2 separate regions of the Canis lupus genome follow, and region 1 is linked to region 2. A link is a contact called in public Hi-C data. All regions are on one chromosome and are shown on one strand. The core of a region is the stretch at or near the end of the contact, and the rest is flanking DNA. Distances in the headings are between cores, read along the strand shown. Region 1 holds the start of MED10 (mediator of RNA polymerase II transcription subunit 10). Region 2 holds the start of NSUN2 (RNA cytosine C(5)-methyltransferase NSUN2).

Region 1 (6,188 bases), core at 80-2,579, 180 kb before region 2:
TAAAATTCCTGAGGGAAAAGGCAAAAATAGAACATGTGGTTAATTCAGATGACAGCAGGAACACCACCCAGCTGGCCGGGGTGAGCTCCAGGCCAGAGTTCCTTACACACGAAGGCGAGTAGCTTTACAGTTAGCTACAGAATTCCAGGAAGGCTTTGGAACTAGAGAATACCCTTAGATATCCAATTCTCTTCTAAAGTAGAGACTGCCAGTTTTGGGTGATAAAAACCACCCCTTCAGAGAATCTGATGAAAAACATCAATCTTCTCTCAAAGACAACGTGCAGCTGGTTTTGTGCGCAGCAGACTCCCGAGGAAGAACCCACCCTCCGATCCCGGAGGAGAAAGCCATCCCCCACCTGGTTTAATTTCTGCTCCCCTCTGGAGCTTAAGAGATCACCAGGCTAGTCCCCCAGCCCTGGGTTTTGTAAGGCTGCGCTGCACTTATGTTTGATGTCTGTAGCCCCTAGAAAGCTAGAGCCCTTCTGCAGCATTCCTTCTGTGTGTGTGTGTGTGTGTGTGTCCCGTCCACCCCAGGGCCTAGCACCAAGCACCAGCACAGGACTGCTGCCAAAGAAGTTCCTAAGCGGTCTGCACCGTTTCTCGCCACCCTCCCCCTTCCAGTTCCACCACATCCAGACCTCGGCAGCAGGTGGTTCACAACCTTCTCCTTCCTGGGTGCAGTTTGGAGCACCCCGTGAAGTCCGCCTCCCCTCTGGGGACAGGGCCTGGACTCCCCAGAAGGGCCGGGGAGAAAACTGGGAAGGAGTCACGGCAGCCAGGGCAGGCTTTGATGACTTTGATGACTGTGTGGCCCTGACGACGTGTCCAAACGGGCCCTCGAGATAAAGTTCCAGCAAAACGGAGCGGGAGGGGGGCGGGCCCAAGTCCAGAGGAGGGCGGCAGAGAGGGGCGGCTCTCAGGTCAGACCCCGGCTCCCCACCGGCCCCCTGGCTCCCTGGCCCCCACCACCGCCAGGCTCCCGGGCCCCCACCCCCAGGATCCCCGGCTCCCAGGATCCCCGGCTCCCCACCCCCCACCCGGCTCCCAGGATCCCCACCCGGCTCCCAAGCCCCGGCTCCCCACCCCCAGGATCCCCGGCTGCCGTCGACGCCGGCGGACTCGGCCGCCACTCACAGCTTCTGGTTGAGCCCGGCCTGGCTGCTAGGCTGGAAGTCACTGACGATGATGCCGAGCTGCCGGATGTTCTCCACGAACTTCTCCAGGTGCTCCTCCAGGTGGTCGAACTTCTCCGCCATGGCCCCGCAGCAAACACCGCCCGCGCCTGGTCCCGCTCCGCCGCTTCCTGCTTCCGCCGGGGCCTGCCGCCACTTCCGTTTCCTCTGGCGGCGGGAGGCGGGGCCTGGGGCGGGCGGGGCGGGGCCTGGGGCGGGCGGGGCGGGGCCTGGGGCGGGCGGGGCGGGGCCGACCCTTGGGGGCGTGGTCCTGGGCCTGGCGCGCTGCGGGGGCGGGGCCTGCGGGCGGGGCCCCGCCCAGCAGCCCGGAGCGCCCAGGTGAGTGGGGTCTGCCAGGTGTCTGTCCTCAGGCTGCCCTGCGAGCTCCAGGGGCCACCGAGAGCCGGCGGCGGGAACCTGCGGGGCTTCGTTCCGCCTCCGCTAGGCCTGGGCAAGTTCCCTGGTCTCGAGCCCTCGTTCTCGTCCATGAAACTGGAAGGAGTGCAGACGTGTACTTGACCTTAGCCTGGCTCAGAAGGAAGCACAGCAGGCAGGGCTTGGAAAAGGTAGCTTATCCCCACGAGGAAAATGACTTATTTTTTCCTGAATACACAAATTACAAGTACTCGCTGTAAATGGTATAATGAAGAGACACCTGAAATCCTACCCCCTGACATAAGCCATCTTTAAGATCTTGGAGCCCATGGACTCCTGAATTTCTTGATGCGCAGGGTCCAGCAGCCCCCTCGGCCAGACCCAGGCCCTCTTAGAACCACCCAGCCTTGGTCCTGAGCCTGAGAGGCAGCTCAAGGTGGGCTTCAGACCTATGACTTTCTCACTAGTGATCTATCTTCCTTATCCTTACCCACATGAGTACCTTAGCAACCAGGACAGCTCCCAGTGGCTAAAGCCTCCTGTCAGGACTGAGGCCCTCTGGCACTAACGGCTGCCAGTGTCACCAAAGGTCACAGCCACCTCCAAGCACCATGCAATGCCCCATATTCACAAACCCCTGCCTAGATGGAAATCCTGCAGTGTGCATGCAGGGACTTTCCTTGTCCCCCATTTGGAGTCCTTAACGTCAGCACTGGCCCCCCTTCCGTCCTCTCATGTGTAACTGGCATCCACCTCCTCTAATTCTTCCTTCTAACCACCTCCTACTCAGCTCTTCCTTCCTGCCTCTTGCCACCTACCGAGGTCAGGCCTTCCTCCATTCCTGCCAGCTCTAACAGAACAGCACCCTAAGGGGGCTTCCTCTCCGTAAAGAATAACCCCTCCTACTGCATGGAAACTGTAGTAAATGCTGTTGGTTGATCTTACTAAAATTCCATCTTGGTCACATCACTCTTGCTCTTAAAAAACTTTTCTGCTCATTTTTCTAGGACTAACCAATGTTTGCTCCTACAGTAGCCTCTCTGGACTCCTGGGACCACAGGCCACAGTGATTTCTCCCTTTACTGAATATCTTAATAAGCATCCTCCTTGCTATTCAACTCCTGGAGTCTTAGGCAAAATGAGAGAGCTCTTTTTCTAGATAATCTCTCCCAGATGTGACCAAAAATGGAAACCCCATGAAGGTAATTCATTTGTCAGACTTATCAAAATCAGGGACTCCAATTGATGTGGTGTACTAAGCTGATATGTGACGCCTCTGTTCTGCTCTGAATACACAGAAGTGTTAGGTAAAGTATCTCCCCCCCTATTTAACAACAACTGACTTCAGGGGAATTGTAAAACAAAGCAGAAATAAAATATTTGCCAAAGAAGGAAAAGATGACTGAGGAGAGATAAGGATAGGAAGTTAACAGTCCTTCGTTTCAAAAGAAAGAGATAGATATTGATGGAAAGTAGGCTTTGTTCAGTATTTATTTTAAAAATTTAAGGTTATATCTTTAAAAGAATATATAATGTCTGAACTAGTCGAGTAGAAGGAAATAAGGAAAATATAACCAATTCAATAGAAGGAAAGAAACAATTCAGGAGGCAAAGAAAAAACATGGAAAATAAACAAGCACAAAATAAGATGAAAGAATTAAGGACAAATATGTTGGTGATCACAATAAATGTAAATAGATTTAACTACTTACTTTTAAAAAAAATGTCATATTGAAAGCATTGTATGTTGCTGATGTTGTGGTTGTTCTTTTAGTCTAGCTATGTGATTTTCAAAGGCACACCTAAAACAAACATACACAATGGTTGAAGAAAAGGGGTAGGTTCCAATAAGGTATGCCAGGCAACCAAAAAAAGTTGTTAAAGCATATAAAATCAAAAATTAATAAGCTATAGAAAGATCTTTTTAGTGATAAAGGGAAGAATCCACCAAAATGACATACAAATATTAACCTCTAAGCAAATACTGGTAAACAATGAGGAAACATTCAAAATCCATAATCAGAACAGGAGATTTGGAATACTTGTATCAGGAAATGATAAAGTAAGTGGGCCTATATATATATATATAGGCCCAAGTACATGTGTATATTTATAGAAATGTGACCATTCACTAGACCACAAAGGAAGTTTCAACAAATTCCAAGTTTTATCCCATAGACCAGATTTTCTGACCTCAATGTAATTATAGTAGAAATCAATGAAATTATTTGCTCTTTACACACATACACACTTGAAAACCGAAACACACTCTATTAAATAATCTATGGGTGTACATACAAGTGAATTTGCAAGACCCACTGGCTGGCTGTCATCCTGGTGTAATTTCTAATGGCACATTTCCGCTCACCACCAATGGCATCTCCATCTGGTTGATGCATGACATGGTCATCCTAGTTAAAAGGGAAAATGTAAAATATTCAGAACTGAATGACAAGCCTTTCTTGTCAAACTTCTGCTTTGCTTCTAAAGCTATTCTTTGAGGGAAAATTGCTCAGAAATAATAATAAGCTCAGGGTTCAATTGAAAAAGTAAACAAAAAGAAAGAAAAAGAGCAAAAGAGAAATCACAAGCCCAGAAACTATATAGAAAGGAGTGATAAAGACAGAGAATGATGGAAATGAAAACTATTTTGTTAGTTCTCTTTCTACTTTTACCAGAAGCTCAAAGATCAGCAGTAAAGAAAAGCTGACGGGTGAAAAGATGAATCAAAATCAAACAGGCATATTTCTGGCAAGCCCATCAGGGAGGCAGAGAGAGAGAAAATCAACAATATTATACATGAAGGAGGAGACATAATTCAGTTACAATGAAACCTATATGTCCCTATTTTGAAAGCTTAGAAGATGTGGACAATTTTCTAGGAAACTTACAAATATTAACTTAAGAAATAATAGGAAATCAGAACAGATCCTAGCCTTTCAACAAACTGGCTGGTAGATAAAAAATCTCTTTTAAAGAAATGAAAGGTATCAAACTCTGCTAGGTTTTTTTTTTTTAAACTCTGACAGGTTTTTACACTAGTTCATCTCTTTTTAATCAAACATTGAAAGAAAATAATTTCCAACTTACCTGGATGCTTTCAAAGACTAGAAAAAAAAAAAGAAAGGAAGAAATACATCCCAGATCATTTTTAAAGGGTTGTATAACTTTGGTATGAAAAGCACACAAGGGCAGTGGAAAGAAATTAAAGAGGGAAGGATGGAAGGGGGGAAGGAAGGACGGAAGGAAGGAAGAAGGAAAGAAGATATAGGCCAATCTTTCTTTCAAAAGTAGATGCAAAAATTCTAATAAAATATCAGCAAATCAGTTACATTCTATCAGACATCACTTACTGCTGCATAATGAACCTCCCTAAAACTCAGTGGCTTAAAATCCTCTCTTTGGCTCTCACATCTGCAGTGTGGGCTGTGTATGGCATTCGTGGCTAGCCTCTGTGCCATGTTGCACGAGTGGTGCTGACTTACCTGGGACCGAGGGATCTGCTTTCAAGAGGCCCACACACATGGTCACCACGTTGGTAGGAGCTGGGAGCTCTGCTGGGCTGTGTAGGCTGGAGACCACTGCTCACCCCCACCTCTCTCTGTGGGCCTTGGGGCTTCCTCAGTTCATGGTGGTGCATTCCAGGAGCACAGACCTCAGGAGAAGCTGGTGTGTCCTAGCCTCAGAAGTCCCCCTGTGTCTCTTCCACCATAGCCAGGGCACATCTAGATTCCCAAGGAGGGAACGTGAAACCAATCATCAGTGAAAGAGGTAAGAAATCATACTGTTGGAAGAGTAGTGAAATAGGAGATCCTGTTGAAGCCCTTCTTGGAAAATACAACCTATCACACATCACACTGAAAAAAAATAATGATCTGTTGGGCCTTTCCTGGGACTGCACGAAAGGTTAACTATCAGAAAATCTATTACATAACTAAGTCCATTAAAGATTGGAGGAGAAAACCATCTCGGGTAGATTTAAAAATTAAACATTTGATAAAATTAAATCAGATTCATGATTTTAAAAACAAAAACAGAGGCACCTGGGTGGCTCAGTCAGTTAAGCATCTGCCCTTAGCTCAGGTCATAATCTCAGGGTCCTGGGATTGAGCCCCACATCGTGCTCCCTGTTCATTGGGGAGCCTGCTTCTCCCTCTTGCTCTGCCCTACTCCCCCAGTGTGTGCGCTCTCTCTCTCTCTCTCTCTCCTCTCAAACAAATAAAATATATATTTTTTTAATTTTAAAAAGAAAAAAAAAAAAAACTCTGGAAAAACAGAATGGAGACAAAACTTTCCAAACCTAATAAAAGACAGCCACCAAGCACCTATGGACGGAATGAGGAAAAGTCAGAAACATTTTCATCAGAGTCGTAGACAAACCAGAACAGTTACCCCAACTACTAAGCACCGGGCCAGCACAAAGCCACCTCGGACTTAGCGCTTGCTCTTACTCCTGGCCTCCCCTATAGTCAGCCTTCCTTTTCGTTGGTTTTTTTTTTCCCCCCAACATGGAAGGATTCACGAATTTGCATGTCGTCCTTCCAAAGGGACCATGCTCATCTCCTTGGCAGGCTCTTCTGACATTGAACTTCTATGCCCCCTGACTTGTCCTCAAAATTCCTGGGTATTTTATGCCTCA
Region 2 (6,963 bases), core at 3,339-5,838:
GATATTAAGAGAGAAATCTGGGAAGTACTTTCCACCAAATAATGAAGATGAAACTGCCTAAAACTGTTCCTGACCACCCTCCAGCTATCCCAGCACTCTGCTCTATTCCCTATGCCTGGTTCCTTCTACAATATTTAACGTGCTTCAAAAATCTAAAACCAAAACACAATCACACTTAGCAAGCAATTAAAAAAGTTTAGTTTTCAAATATTCCCTTTGGCCTCCTCAGAGGTAAAATTGTAGGAATACACTCAGATTTGCCTTTTCCTATAGTCTTGTGGAAAATCTGCTATTTCAGAGCAAACTTTGCAAGACTGGGGAGACAAACACCTACTTCTATGAAATTTCTTGCAACCTTGAACTGTATGTGATCAATGACTTTCACATAATTTCTTGTAACCCTGAACTGTATGAGATTAATGACTGTGAATTATGCAAGTTACCACCTTACCAGATCACCAAAACATCTGAATGCCACATGCATTCAACCATGAATTTGTTCAATTCAGTTATTAATCATTAATAGCTGAATTTTCATTTTCAAATAAAGATAAGCAGTCTAAATACAACCTGCGCAAATATTTCCTCATGTACTTTTTAGATTAAATTTTGGTTAAAAAAATAGAAATTTATTAAGATGAAAATTCCACTGCACGTAATTAAATTGTGAAAGCTATTAATCTTTCAAAAAAAAAATACTTAACCTTCAAATAATTAAATACAAAAACTAATGATTAAAATGAAAAAGTATACATCTCGTACAGCTTTAGGAACCATGGTTTTGGAACAACAAACATCTTTGTAGCTTTTAACATCAAATAAGATACCTTAAAGAATTAAATTTGAATTTCTAGGTGTATAATTCAAATTTAGCTCCTGAGTCTTTAAAGTCCTACTTGGAAACTTAGCATGTCTTCTCAGGATGAGTTAAAAAAAAAACTAGTGTCATCTTTATACCTCAAAAATTCTTACAGAGAAAAAATTATCTGTAAAAATATACAATATTCATTATAAGTCATCTTTCAACCCATACATAAAAAGAATAACAATCAAGTTATTCTCAACAACTGATCATCAAAATAATACTTTTATAAGAACGCTTTGGTATAATACCTTACAGGTCTGAGTCCACAAAAAGGAACAAAATCTGCCAAAGCTATGAGTCCTGCACTTAATATTCCTTCTAGAAAACATGGTTTTCAAAGACACTTTCCTAAATTTAATTCCACTACATACCAAAATGTAGAGAATATCATTCGATTTATTTACAGAAAACCACCAGAAGTCTTGGTAAGTTTCTTCTCTGCTTGCTTGCCAAGAGACTCATGGGCAGCTCACACAGACAAGCAAATCTGACTGAATGTTTGTACAGTAAAATTTGTCATGCAATGGTCCCGGATAACGGAAAAGCTGGTTATCAGGAACACAAATAACACAGTATGTTGTTCACACCCTTCAGCTGTGTGCTCAGATTATAGCTAACAAAACGTGAAAAGCATCACCAGTGGTTATCAGAGAGTGATTCCTGGTGGTTATCAGAGAGTGATTCCCATTTGTTCTTCAACCAGACAACCCCTGGGATGTTTCTCAGGTGTTGAAGAATTGTCTATTCCTGGACCCACTGCTACTGTTCAATAATCAAGATGGAAACCATCTATTAAATGTTGCAAGGCTAGAGTTTAACTGCAGTTTGCAGAGAGGGAGAAAAATGGCAAGCCTAACTGTCATGGATCTGTTGGAACCTGCACAATGACCCACCCAGACGCACCTCTTTAAGCCTACAGGATGCATGCTTTTCAGCTCCTCCTACTGCCCACCAGACTTCCTCATCTGAAAAGCTACATTTCTATGCATGTTTAAGGACCAAAGGCTTTCAGTAATTATACGTAGCAGCCAACACACGCAAGACTATTAGAAATGTGCACAAAGGCAACCTAAAACCCACTTCTTTTCAAAGTGTCAGGTGGCCTCTGCTTCAAACACCAGTACCATCGGTTAAATCTCCAAACCAAGGCACTAGAGAGGAGGTAAGTATAGAACGTGGCTACTGGGAGAGAGGAAGACGCTTGGTAATGTGCAGGTTAGCTCGATCAGCAATGTCACACCTACAGCAGCTAGAAAAACATTTTCCTTTCCTAACGACTTCAGGATAGTGGGCATGCAGTGATCACCAGAGTCATTTTCCTGTATCAGAACCTGCAAGCTGTTAAAATCTGACCAGAACGTTTGACTTTAAAAAAAAAAAAAAAAAAAGATGACATGTTTTTGACTTAAAATTGTAGGTTTATTCTTGTATCCCCGAAGTGCTGCTTTACAATGGTGACATCTGCTTTTGAGCTCAGCTGAATACTGATTTTAGCTTTTGGCCCTCCAGCATTTACTCAAAATGTCTATGCCAAGCACATCAGGGATATGGCCACGGAAAATCCAAATGACCAATGGAAAAAAGCATTAAAAAAAAGCATATCTATAACCCTCGTTTGGAAAAACCTGATCTTGCTTTGGGACCTCATACACTTGGATGACCAAAACCTCAGAAGTTGTCAGAAGTGCTGGTTAAATTCACCTTTTTACAGGGATCATTTAAAATCCTTATCTGCGAGAACTCTCAATGCCTCAAAGTTGATCATCTGAAATGTGGAAGGGTAGAAACTACTTTAAAGACTTTAAGATTCCTAAATTGACCCAGGGCTTGTTGCTGCTATAGTTTGTGCGTGAGGACTCCAGGTGTTTTAGAAGCTGGAACTGCATTGACTGGAATGATACTTGAGCTGAGCCACGAGAAGCAAAGAACCCAAAGGACAAGTAGAGAGAGGGTTAGCATGGAGGGCAAGAGTCTGCTCGAGTGCCAAGGACACTGGAGATAGGGTCAGGGGCGCCTAGGTGTCTCTGTTGCTTCAGTGTCTGCGTCTTGGTTCTGGCTCAGGTCATGATCTCAGGGTTGTGGGATCGGGCCCCGTGTTGGGCTCCCTGCTCAGCGTTGTTTCTTTCCCTGTCCCTCTTCTTCCCACTCCACTCCGTGTGCACACACGTGCTCTCTTACTCTCAAAAAGAAATAAAACCTTAAAAAAAAAAAAAAAGGCAACAGAGAATCAGCTGGAACCTGTCTGTGGCAACCTTTGTGAGGTTGAGCCTCCTTTTGCTGATCATAGGAGAGCCACAGGGCAAGAGTTTGGACGAGAGGAAACAAGGGGTTTAAATGGAAATGGACACAAGTGGTACCATCATGGAAGACAACGGGCTGATGGACTTGGAAACACTGAGAGAACCAACTGACCCTTAGGGAGCCACAAATCATGCATGAAAAGCTGCACACTGATGTAAAATAATACAGGGGAAAAGCACTGAGTAAAAGAATGCATGGATGTCCGTAAAGTCGATTCAGATTCTCTCACACTAGCAGCAAACAGGTTGCCAAGAAAACAGGTTGTCATTTGACAAAGATTAAAATCCTCCCACAGGACGAAGGCTTGTCTGACCTACCAACTCAGGGGCTGTGGAACTTCAACTTTCTGACCATCCACCTCCAGGTCCTCCAATTCCTTGAAATACTTGTTCTTCAGGCAGTGAAGAATCTCCTTTGCGTGGCTATTAAAAAACAAGTAAGTTTTGATCCAATCTGGATGGCTAATACGATATGTTTCATCCTTTGTTGAACCCAAGGTGACAAGTGTCTTAAAACAAAACCCCCTTTGCACTGAAAGCTGCCTCTTTCATCCCTGTTTTCTTCCTCTACCCCTTCCAAGTTTAAATGACCGTCATGGCTTCACGTTAAGGGAGTATTGCATTCCTTCCCTCCCAAGTATTCCCACAGCTCATATTTACTTGCAACTCACCTGGGAAAGATGGTACCACAAAGACTTGAAGGGACAGAGAACTGGGGTTTCGCACAAACCGTGTGAGGACATCAATTCTCAGGTGTCCCCGGGGGAGGGGCACCCTCGGCTCTCGGATGCCCAGGGACCATCCTTGCCCGGACGGCACGCTCCCGGGTCGCGGTCTCGCGCCCTGCACGCCCCGGCCTACTGCGTGCGACCCCTGCGCTCCGCCCTCACCGCTTCCGGACCCTGGGGTCCACTGCGCCGGGGGGCGGCGGTCGGGGGCAGGGCGGGGGCAGGGCGGGGGCGGGGGCGGGGGCGGGAGCGCCCTGGCCCGGACCCACGGCGGCTCGACGGGCAGCCAAGCCTGGGCACGACCCCGTCCCTACCTTTTGTAGCCAGTGATCCGCAAAGTGGCCGGGAGGGGCTCCCTGAGCGCTCCCATGAACTGCTCCCACTCGCCCTCGGGCACGATCTTGAGCTCCCGGTAGTAGTGCTCGAAGAGCTTGTTCTCCTTGACGATCTCGGGATAGCCGCCTTCCCAGGCCTGCGGAACCAGACGCGGGTCCACCCAGGGCCGCGGGGCCGCCTCGCCCACGGGGCCGCCTCGCCCACGGTCGCCCACGGGGCCCCCGCCCCCGCCCGCCCGCGCGCGCCCCGGCTCCTACCCCCTCCGGGCGCTTGCCGCCGCCCTCGGCGCCGTCCTCCGCGCGCTGCGGCCGCTGCTGCTGCTGCTGCTGGAGCCGCCGGCCCCGCGCCCGCCGCCCCATGGCCCACGCGGCCGCGCACGCCGCCCGCACCCAGCTCCCCGCCACGGCCCGCGCAGAGGACTTCCGGGCTGGCGCGAGGACCCCGGCTCCGCGCCTGCGCCGTTCCGGGGCCCGCGGGCGCCGCGGGGAAGACGCCCAAGGCGCCGCGGCCCGTGCTCCCGGGGAGCAGCGAGCGAGGGGAAGCGCGGGCGGCGCCCGAGAGGGACGGGGGCCCCGGAGAGCAGCCCCGAGGTCGCCCGCGCGGACTCCGGCAGCTCCGCGGACAGCCCGCGGCCGCGCGTGCGCAGGGCGGCGAGGGGGCGGGGCTCCGGCCGCGGGGACTGGGCCCGCCCCCGCCCCGCCCCGCCCCGCCCCCGCCCCCTCGGCGCCCGCCCGCGTCCAATCCGACCGGCGGGAGCGCAGCGCACGCGCGCAGGGGCGTCCGGGGAGGGCCGGGTGCGACCGGCGCCGGGACGCCCGCGCCCGCGCCCGCGCCCGCGCCGCCTCAGGTAACCGCGCCCCCCGCGCGCCGGCCGCCGCCGCCCTATAAGTGGCCCGCCGCGGCCGCGGGGCCATGGGGCGTGCCCGCGCGTCCCCGCCATGGAGCCGGCCGAGGTCTCCCGGCTGCACGCGCTCGCCTACCTGCAGTGCGCGCTGGGCTTCCTGGGCTCCCTGCTGCTCCGCCAGGCGGCCTCGTCCTACGGGCGCTACGCGTCGCCGGGCGCCGCCTTCGGGGTGCCGGCGCGGGCCGCCTGGGCGCTGCAGGAGCTGCCCTCGCTGGCCGTGCCGCTGTGGGTGTGCGCCCGCACCGCCGCCGAGCGCCTCCGCCGCGCGCCCAACCGCATCCTCCTGGCCATGTTCCTCCTGCACTACGCGCAACGGTAACGGCCCGCGCCCCCCGCGCCCCCCGCGCCCCCGCCCCCGCCGAGGCGCCGCCCCCACCGCCCCCACCGCCCCCTCCTTCCTCGCCCCGCGCCCTCCCTCCCTGGCGCCCTGTCCTAATGACCTCTCCGCCCGTGCCGCCCTTGCCCTGTAACGGGCACCGTCCCCTTCCTCCCCTGGGGCAGACGGCTTAATACGCTTAGTTTGGGAAAGTGGGGCTGGGGGTGAGGACAGCGACGGGTGGTGAGAGAGGGCTGGAAAGGGACTGACCTGGCTACTGGGAGGGAGGAGGACGCTTGAGGATGTGCAGGTTAGCTCGCTCAGGAGTGTCACGCCTACAGCAGCTAGAAAAGCATTTTCCTTTGCTAAGGACCGTGCCATGCAGTGATCACCAGAGTCATTTTCCTGTATCAGAACCTGCAAGCTGTTAAAATCTGACCAGAATGTTTGACTTAAAAAAAAATGATGACATGTTTTTGACTTAAAATTGTAGGTTTATTCTTGTATCCCTGAAATGCTGCTTTACAATGGTGACATTTGCTTTTGAGCTCAGCTGAATACTGATTTTAGCTTTTGGCCCTCCAGCATTTACTCAAAATGTCTATGCCAAGCACATCAGGGATATGGCCACGGAAAATCCAAATGACCAATGGAAGGAAGAAAAGCATATCTATAACCCTCGTTTGGTAAAAACCTGATTTTGCTTTGGGACCACTGAAGGGTATCCAAAAAGGAAAGAGAACATCATACACTTGGATGACCAAAACCTCAGAAGTTGTCAGAAGTGCTGGTTAAATTCACCTTTTTACAGGGATCATTTAAAATCCTTGTCTGCGAGAACTCTCAATGCCTCAAAGTTGATCATCTGAAATGTGGAAGGGTAGAATCTACTTTAAAGACTTTAAGGTTCCTAAATTGACCCAGGGCTTGTTGCCACTATAGTTTGTGCGTGAGGACTCCAGGTGTTTTAGAAGCTGGAACTGCATTGACTGGAATGAAACTTGAGCTGAGCCACGAGAAGCAAAGAACCCAAAGGACAAGTAGAGAGAGGGTTAGCATGGAGAGCAAGAGTCTGCTCGAGTGCCAAGGACACTGGAGATAGGGTCAGGGGCGCCTAGGTGTCTCTGTTGCTTCAGTGTCTGCGTCTTGGTTCTGGCTCAGGTCATGATCTCAGAGTCATGGGATCGAGCCCTGAGTCAGGCTCCCTGCTCAGTGTTGATTCTTCCCTCTCCACTCCTGAGTCTACCTGCACTCTCTCTCTAAAATAAATCTTTAAAAAAAAAAGAGAGAGAGATACAGAATCAGCTGGAGCAGTTTGTAGGCACTTTAAACAGGAACAGATGTTCAACAAAGGTTTTCCACGTCCTATGTTCCTGACTCTTCAAGATTATTCCAGTGAGCAAAATTGTTGGCAGGCTGCTTGTTTTTTTGTAATGTGGTTTAGCGTTACTGCAATTTGAATGTCAGAATTTTCATATTGGTGTTCATGTCTCCAAAAATGTGCTGGAACCTGT

The links. A called contact is a pair of places that touch in the nucleus more often than the background predicts.
Region 1: a contact with region 2 is called in a Hi-C map of blood, with 2.5 times the contacts expected there. The contact joins the promoter of MED10 here to the promoter of NSUN2 in region 2. A contact is called at or near these places in 2 of 9 Hi-C or Micro-C datasets (both in blood).

What each region holds. Positions count from the first base shown.
Region 1 is chr34:7,473,604-7,479,791 of UU_Cfam_GSD_1.0, reverse strand. MED10 (mediator of RNA polymerase II transcription subunit 10) reads right to left here and starts at 1,329. Exons shown (of 4, transcript XM_038583344.1): 1 at 1,137-1,329; 2 at 1-8. The coding sequence starts at 1,258.
Region 2 is chr34:7,293,584-7,300,546 of UU_Cfam_GSD_1.0, reverse strand. It overlaps NSUN2 (RNA cytosine C(5)-methyltransferase NSUN2), which reads right to left and starts at 4,588. Exons shown (of 15, transcript XM_038583342.1): 1 at 4,487-4,588; 2 at 4,208-4,365; 3 at 3,484-3,588. The coding sequence starts at 4,588. It overlaps SRD5A1 (steroid 5 alpha-reductase 1), which reads left to right and starts at 4,982. Exons shown (of 5, transcript NM_001287100.1): 1 at 4,982-5,448. The coding sequence starts at 5,168.